2 separate regions of the Rattus norvegicus genome follow, and region 2 is linked to region 1. Evidence: chromatin contacts called from public Hi-C data. All regions are on one chromosome and are shown on one strand. Each heading gives the region's core, a stretch centred on a gene start, on an enhancer-like site or on the middle of the called end of the contact. The rest is flanking DNA. Distances are from core to core; before and after follow the strand shown. Region 1 has its middle 110 kb from the start of Agap1. Region 2 overlaps Agap1 (ArfGAP with GTPase domain, ankyrin repeat and PH domain 1).

Region 1 (3,737 bases), core at 384-2,883:
TTTTAGTGATTTTTAGATATCCACAAAGCTATAACTAACCATAGTCAGGTTTTAGAACATTTTTACCACCTCTCCTGGGACTCTAGGCTCCCTCCCGGTCTTAAGGGGATGCTTTAATCTTTCAATACAAGGATGATATTGGCCATGTGTTTTAACAGTTTTGTTTTGCTATTTTTGAGGAGATCACACTTGTGTGATACCTAGTGGAACAGCCATGGGGAAATGAGATATCTTTAAAATGGGTTATCGAGAAGGAAACAGTGGGCTATAAATGTCTTCAGAGCTATCGAAGCTGGACGGCGAGAATAAAAGCCTTCATTGTGCTGACCAGCCTACTTGGTGCTTACTTGAAAACTCTCACAGAGCCCTCCAGACACTGGTTCTCTACTCAGTCTTCAGTCTAAAATTAGGTTAAGGGGTTTAGAGTTGAAGGTATCTTTATTGGATAGAAGTGTGTGTTCAATGCTGAGGCCGACATTCAGCATGGGGTTCCGATGTCCAACGGACCCCACAAGCCGTGCTTTGATATCTCTGTCTCTGAGAAGTTCTGGCTCCTTTATGAACTGGAGGATACAGTGATCAAGTACTCAGGAACACACGTTAGTAAAAGAAATGGTAGTCCAATGCCTCTGGAAGAGAGCTCTGTGTAGGGTCAAGATTCTGTTTCACTCAGCCAATGACACTGGACCTTCAGCAGCTTGGAACTCTGGGTAACATGAAAGAACAGCCCGGACACACCACCAGGTATTTACACACCACTTCCTGGCCGTCTGTGGCTCCCTGAAGGTTTTGGTTTCCTAGCAGAAAGCCTTTAGGTGAAACAAAGCATGTGCTGGGGTCAGAGACAGAATGGACTTTGTGGCGAGGTTAAGTCCAAGACTATATTAAAAGGAGGGTTTAATCCACCTTTAATGTATTTGTCACCATCTTGTCCATAATTAATCTTGGATGTCATTTAAGCATTCGGCGGAAGTGCACCTCTTCTCCAGGGAGTAGAACATGGAGTGGACCCATTAGCTACTCACCTCAGCCATACCTTTGCCTCCCAGGCCATTGTACCAATCCTCAGAGCAACAACCTAGAAAGTGAAGAAAACTAAAACGCAGCCATCCATCCCAGACATCTCTTAGGCAATGTTGTTTAACGACAGGGGAGCAGAAAGGAGTCCTGTTTCCTGGTACCAGTTGGAGGAGTTAACTTCTGACGGAGCCCTGGCTTCTATCTGGGAAACCAGGTCCTCTTCAACAGCCCAAGAAAACAATCAGGTAAACTTTTCAGGTACTCTGGGTAGCCAGGGGATGATCCAGCTCCACTGGCAAGCGTTCAACAATGATCTGAGAATTGCCTTCCTCAGGGGAGGGCTTTGAATCCCACACTCTTAAACTGCTTTGCTTTTGCTGACTGAGTCTGGTAGCTTAGATGTTTTCTTCCTTCTGATTTCTAGCTGCCAATGGCCGAAGACCTGGTTCATAAAAGCTCTGGTGGTGTTTCGTATCAGTGTTGTAACTGGCTTGTGTGAGCAGAGACAAGCTGGCTCCAGCCCATCCCAGCTGTGGGGACCACTCCTTTCCTGGACTCCAGCGGTTCAGAGCAATATCTATAAAGCCTTGCCACCCGCTTCAATGGCACAACAGCGCCACCCTAGGGGAAACAGGGTAGCAACACTGTCCACACCCTTGAAGGAGAGAGTACCTCCCCGTGCCCTGTGCAAACCATATTCACAGATCATGGTCAGCTCCAGACAGCAAGGCAGCAAGGACAGCGACAGTTAGAAAGACGGCTGGCATTGATCAGCAAGAGAAAGGCTGCTAAGCCTCCAAGCACACAGACAGTCCCGGGACAGGCTACCAGAGAGGTCTTGAAACGTTGAGCTTTATTGCTGACACTGAAGATTCCCTGCCCTCCTGATCAGTCCAGTCTGGCAGGTGAGATTAAACATCTCTTTGTTGGAGTTGATGCCCACTCTGTGAAACAATCGCACACGCCACACTTTGTGGGTCACTTCTCACTTCCCTTATTAGAAGCCAAGTGGGTTTTTGATTACTGGACCGAGTCCAGTATCCAGTAGGACAGTGAATGGGGTTTAAGAGGAATAGGAATGTTAATTAGAAGTGAGAGTAGCCTTTCAAACCGGATGAGACAGGAAAGCCACCCTACGTGCTCAACCCAGGGTAAACCTGTTGCCTGGTTGTTGTAAATTAGTTAACTCTAGTTTTTATCTGAAAGCTCACAGACACCCCCACTAAGCACTAAGCAGATGTGCTGTCTACCCCTTGTTAACTTGATACAAAGTAAGGTTTTCCAGGAAGAGGAAACCCCAGTGGAGGGACTGCCTTCACTACACCAGCCTGTGGGCGTGTCTGTGGGGTCATTTTCTTGACTGATGATTGATGTGGGAGGGTCCAGCCCACTGTGGGCGGCACCTCCCCTGTGCTGATGGTTCTGGGTTCTATAAGGAAACATTCTGAGCTGGCCAATAAACAGCATTCTTCCATGGCCTCTGCTTTAGTTCCTGTCTCTAGATTCCTGCTCTGACTTCCCTCAGTGATGGACAGTGATGTGGAAATCTAAGCCAACCAAACCTTTCTCTCCAAAAATTGCTTCTGGTTAGAGAGGAAGCAAATCAATGCAGGAGATAACAAAAATATCCAAAATTGGGATAATTTGAGAAACTGTAGAGAGCCCTTATAGCAATTTTGGTTATTGTAACAGGCCCTCAGACCTCAGTAGACCTCCAGACCTTAGCACAACTGACACCATGATAAAAGCCCCTTCAGACATTGGAACCCAACATGGAGGCCTGTCAAAGCAGAAACAAAGACCTAGTTCACTGCTAACGCAGCAACAGAGGCTACGTCAATGGTCTCAGAATGCGGCTGGGAAAGTCCTTACATATACTAACCGTGCTTTCTGGCTTCTGTTGTTCTGCTTCTTGCTAACTGATATTGTTCATTGTGTCAGCCTGGGATGTGGTTTTTATGCTTAACAAGCAAAAAACATGGTGCTCATGGCCCCACAATTTGGGCGAGTTCCCTGTGGGCCAGCCAACTCTATACATTGATATAGAGTATAGCTATGGATTGGGGCCCAAGACCTTTCAGGATTATTTTGTTTGTGGCTAATGTAGATTTTTTTTAGCTAATGTAGATTAATTAATTAGATGTCTCGATTGGCCTGGATATTTCTTCATAGATGTGTACAGTGAGCAGTGTTTTTTTTTTTTTTTTTTAGTGTAAGTTAAGGTGGTACTCATGCTGTACGGATAGATCAGAGTATCTTATATTTTGTTTGAATGTTAAAAAAAGCTTTATATCAATAGTAGGATGTCTAAAAAATGATTTCTTTCTTTTAAGTTTATGGGTGAATGTTTTGCCTACCTGTGTGTCTATGTGCTATGCATGTAGTACTTCTGGAGGTCAGAAGAGGGCGACGAATCCTCTGGGACTGGAGCTTGTGAGCTGCTGTGTAGGTGCTGGGAGTCAAACCTGGGCCACCTCTCTAACCCTCGTAAAAATATTTTCTTGCTGTGTCTATTTGTGTTTAGGTGTGTTCGTGTGTGTATGTGTGTGTGTGTGTGTGTGCATGTGTGTGTATGTGTGCGTATGTGTGTGTATGTGTGTGTATGTGTGTGTATTTGTGTGTATGTGTATGTGTGTGTGTATGTGTGTATGTGTGTGTGTGTATGTGTGTGTGTGTGTGTGTGTGTGTGTGCGTGCGCACTTGGGTGCACATGTTTG
Region 2 (3,737 bases), core at 397-2,896, 290 kb before region 1:
CTGAAGGTGGAACTGGGAGCTGCTGCCTACACACCACATGGGTTTCTGTCCCCACACCCACGTGTGACTCTTCTCCCAGAGTGTGTCACAGAACCCCTGCAGCAGTGAAGCTGGGCATTTACCGTCCTGGAAGACCCGCTCCACGTTGAGCCCATAGGTGGCGCACGTCTCATAGTACGTGCACCGCTTCAGGTCATTGGAGAGCTTCCGAGCCCTGACGTCATCGATGACCCTCGGGTTGGTGGAACTTATGGCGTCTGTAAGGGACAAGTACAGGGTGCTCATTAGCAATTGCTTCCCACGGCTCTAGAGCCCCTGTGACTTAAACCTGCCCCACAGCCAGTTGCTTCCTGAAGCTCTGGGGGCCCCTGCAACTCAAAACCCAGCAAAGCCCATGGAGAAGTCATTCCTCCCAGAAGTTGGGATTCAGAAAATAGTTCACCCTCAAAATTAGGCTCAACGCAAGCTACAGAATGGTCGAGGCAAGGAGGCCCACACATGTCCTAACATTTAGTTAGATGAGGTAGGAGGACTGAGTTCAAGGCCCACTTGGAGAGAGACTCATACGCCTACCCTTTAGGCTCACTTGGTGTGTCAAAAAACAAAACAAAAAACAAAAACAATGTGTGATTTGGGACACTCAGTGTCCATGTGACGACAGCCTCCCCAGCAAAAGTTCCTCAGATACAGTCCAAAGAACACATCCATCCGTCTCGCCCAACAGTAAGTACATCTGACATGTCTGCAACAAGTGGGGAAAAGGTCCTTTGTAAAGGTGTGACCGTTTTGTTTTTGAAGTAAAATAGGAAGGAAAAAAATTAAAACCGTAATTTTTGGAAGCCTTTGTCTAATTTGGGAAGCACAGGCCACCAAGCCTCCACCCAGCCCACATTTTATCCAGCCTGGGGCCCTGACAAACCTGCAGATACCCCACCCACATATGAATTCAGGTCAGTGTGTCACAGAGGTGCCCTGGACCCGCAGCTCAGCTAAGCTCCACCTGGCCTCTCATGCATACACTTTAACTTGCCAGTGTCTTGACGCCACATCTCCTAATCCGTCTAATTTGCAAGTCTTTGGTCTAAAGAGCTCTGGAGGGGCCCTTCACTCACCCATGTGAACAAGCACAGGCCATCCCTATCCTAGAAGCTACACCAAGCTGGGCACCATCTCTTGGCACTGGCCTCCTGTAGGTCAGGTCTCCCTAAGGGTTTTCAGTTCGCTCGCGCTCTCTTTCCCTAACCACCCCTGGCCTCTAAAACCACCTACCCCAGCCAGCAGAAAGGAAACCTCGGGTACCGTCTCATATCACCTCAGAGTCTTGCTGCCTACATCCCCAGAGTTGGCACAGGTGTCTCAGGAGCTCACCGAGCACATAGCACATGGGTACTAAGAGCAGATCATGGGGAGCCACACAGTCCAGCTTCCTGCCACAGGTGCCCTCAGCCCCTCAGTCCCTCAATCTACTAACAAGGTCCAAGCAGGGTCTCACAACAGCTGGTTCCATGCTGAGATAAAGGCGATAAAAATAAAACGTCTGTCAAGGTCAAGTCCTGTGTCCACTGACCCTGGCTGGACACAAGGCTGTATGACTTCCATCCATTCTTCAATTCCCCCACCCTGAGCACTGAGGGGCAAAGGTCAGGCCTCCTGGCCACACTAGCTCTGGACTAGGTGTGTGGGGTAAAGTCTGAACTCTTAGTCCACTCCGTTCTACTCCACTAACAGAAACAAACACTGGCGGGCATGAGAAAATGCAGCTGTTCTTTCCAGCCCAGCCAGGAGCCACAAGTCATGTTGAATCCACAATGGGAAGACACTGTGTCTCAGATGCAGGCCCACACAGCCTTACACACCAGGACGGCTGCTGGGAAGACGGCTGCTGGGAACTGCCCAGTCGGCCATAGGCAAAGCATTCTTTCAGAACTCCTCTCCTCTGCTCTAAGACCGCGGTGGGGAAAACCTGGCTGGGAGACGTACTGGCTTTAAAGGCCACCTGAGGACGTTCCAGGGCAGGCACCTTAACTGTATTTCCCGTGTTGCACAGTGGCAATGCTCTGGGAGCAGGTTTCAGGATTCCTGGGGTACACACAGTCACAGGTGCTCCAGCCATTTCCGTGACAGGGTGTGATGCTTGACACGCCCTGTGTCATCTGCCTGCTTGCTTCATCTTACAACGTCTACATGGCGTGTGTTACAGCTTCAGTACAGCTGATTTCTTGCTACAAAGACCCAGGTTGGCCTTGAGCTTACAGAGAGCTCCACCAGCGTGCTATTGAAGGCAAGGAGCACCACACCAGGACACTGCTTTGTACTTTCGACAGTCTAGTTTTGTAGCCCAGGCTAGCCTTCAGTGGCAATCTGTCTTTCTCAACCTCCCTAGTGCTGTGACTACAGTTGTGTCTCACCTGTATTTTAATTCCCCTGTTGTTGGACCCCATGAAGACAGGAGGGCCAATTGTCCATTAAGAACCAAAGCACTGTCTCCAGGTGGCCAGCAGAGGGAGCTATAGGACCAAAAATCCTCTCTGGTTTAAGACTGGATGGCAGTTTGGTGCTGCGGGTTTCAGGAGACCACTGCACGCATCCCGCAGCACCCCCTCCACCCCCCCAAAAAAAAGGAAAAAGAAAGGGAGAAATGGTGGTCTCCATGGAAACACAACTCTAATATTTTACAAGTGACATATTGAGGGCAGGCAGGCAGTGCCTCATTACACGGCTCTCAAACCCTGACTACACTTCAGCTGGTAAATACCAGATTTACTAATTCCAAACGAAACAGCAGTAACAGCTCAAAATTTAGAAAAGCCAGGAAGGGATACTACAATTTTGCTTAAAACCTTGGCTGGAGTGCAGTGGCCAATTCATGAGAGTGAGTCTTTGACCAGAGCTGAGGCCATGAGATCCCGGGGAATAGCAAGGGTGAGTGAGGAAAGCTCAACTCTGTGTCACAGCTCGAGACTCCCCTTTGGTGTCAAAGGGACCCTGAAAATCAAAACAAACCAGACATTTGTTGTAATAAAAATAAATAAAAGCAACTTGATTAGAAGATGTCTTATGCAAAAGGCAATTAAGGCATCATAATACAGAAAAACCATGAGCCAATAGGTTTTCCTAGAGAACCTGGGGTGGGGGTGGGGGGAAAGGAGGTCTGTCTGAGCCTGAATGGAGTTCTCTGAGCAGCAGCTTCAGCACCAACCCCCACTTCCAGCTCATTCCAAATTCATTCCAGGTCATTTCCAAATTCCTCCGTGCCGTGATCATGTCCACGAGCCCTCCAAAGACACCCGTGTGGGGCTGGCACTCACCCTGGGTCCCCACCAGCACTAATGGGATCTCACTGGTGTTCCTGTAGTTGGCCATTCGGCTGTAGTAATGGTAGACGGTCTGGAAACTGATCTCATCCTCCAAGCTGAAGACAAAGATGACCGCGTCCACCCACATGGCAAACTGCAGAGAGAGGAACAGAGAAGGGCAGCTGAGCAGGTAACAGGAAGAGGGTGTGAGGCCTGACCTCTGTGGGCTCCAGGACAGCCCTTGGCTGCTTCCTGCTGACCTCTGCTGTGTGCTGTGACCACATTACTGATGGCGTGTGTGTGTGCGTGAATGTTTCCGCCAGGGCTCTTCTCTTTCTCAGGTCCCAGGCCTCCTGTCTCACTGTGGTCACAGTGATCCTAAGTGTCCCACCCTCTGACGTGACTAGCTAAATCCCACCTGCAGATGGAAGGTTCTACCTG

Evidence for each region. A called contact is a pair of places that touch in the nucleus more often than the background predicts.
Region 2: a contact with region 1 is called in a Hi-C map of kidney, with 6 times the contacts expected there. The contact joins two enhancer-like sites. A contact is called at or near these places in 9 of 12 Hi-C or Micro-C datasets (Schwann cells, frontal cortex, hepatocytes and 5 more).

What each region holds. Positions count from the first base shown.
Region 1 is chr9:97,373,362-97,377,098 of GRCr8, reverse strand. No RefSeq gene overlaps it. Among named protein-coding and RNA genes, the nearest start is that of Agap1, 110 kb to the left of the region's middle. Within about 2 kb of position 1,633, at least 21 of the 93 cell types and tissues checked have an H3K27ac peak or open chromatin away from gene starts, as enhancers often do. A contact at or near this core is called in kidney, where this site is marked.
Region 2 is chr9:97,660,705-97,664,441 of GRCr8, reverse strand. Agap1 (ArfGAP with GTPase domain, ankyrin repeat and PH domain 1) reads right to left here. Exons shown (of 18, transcript NM_001401593.1): 5 at 3,309-3,450; 6 at 123-257. Among named protein-coding and RNA genes, the nearest start is that of Agap1, 180 kb to the right of the region's middle. Within about 2 kb of position 1,646, at least 1 of the 93 cell types and tissues checked has an H3K27ac peak or open chromatin away from gene starts, as enhancers often do. A contact at or near this core is called in kidney, where this site is marked.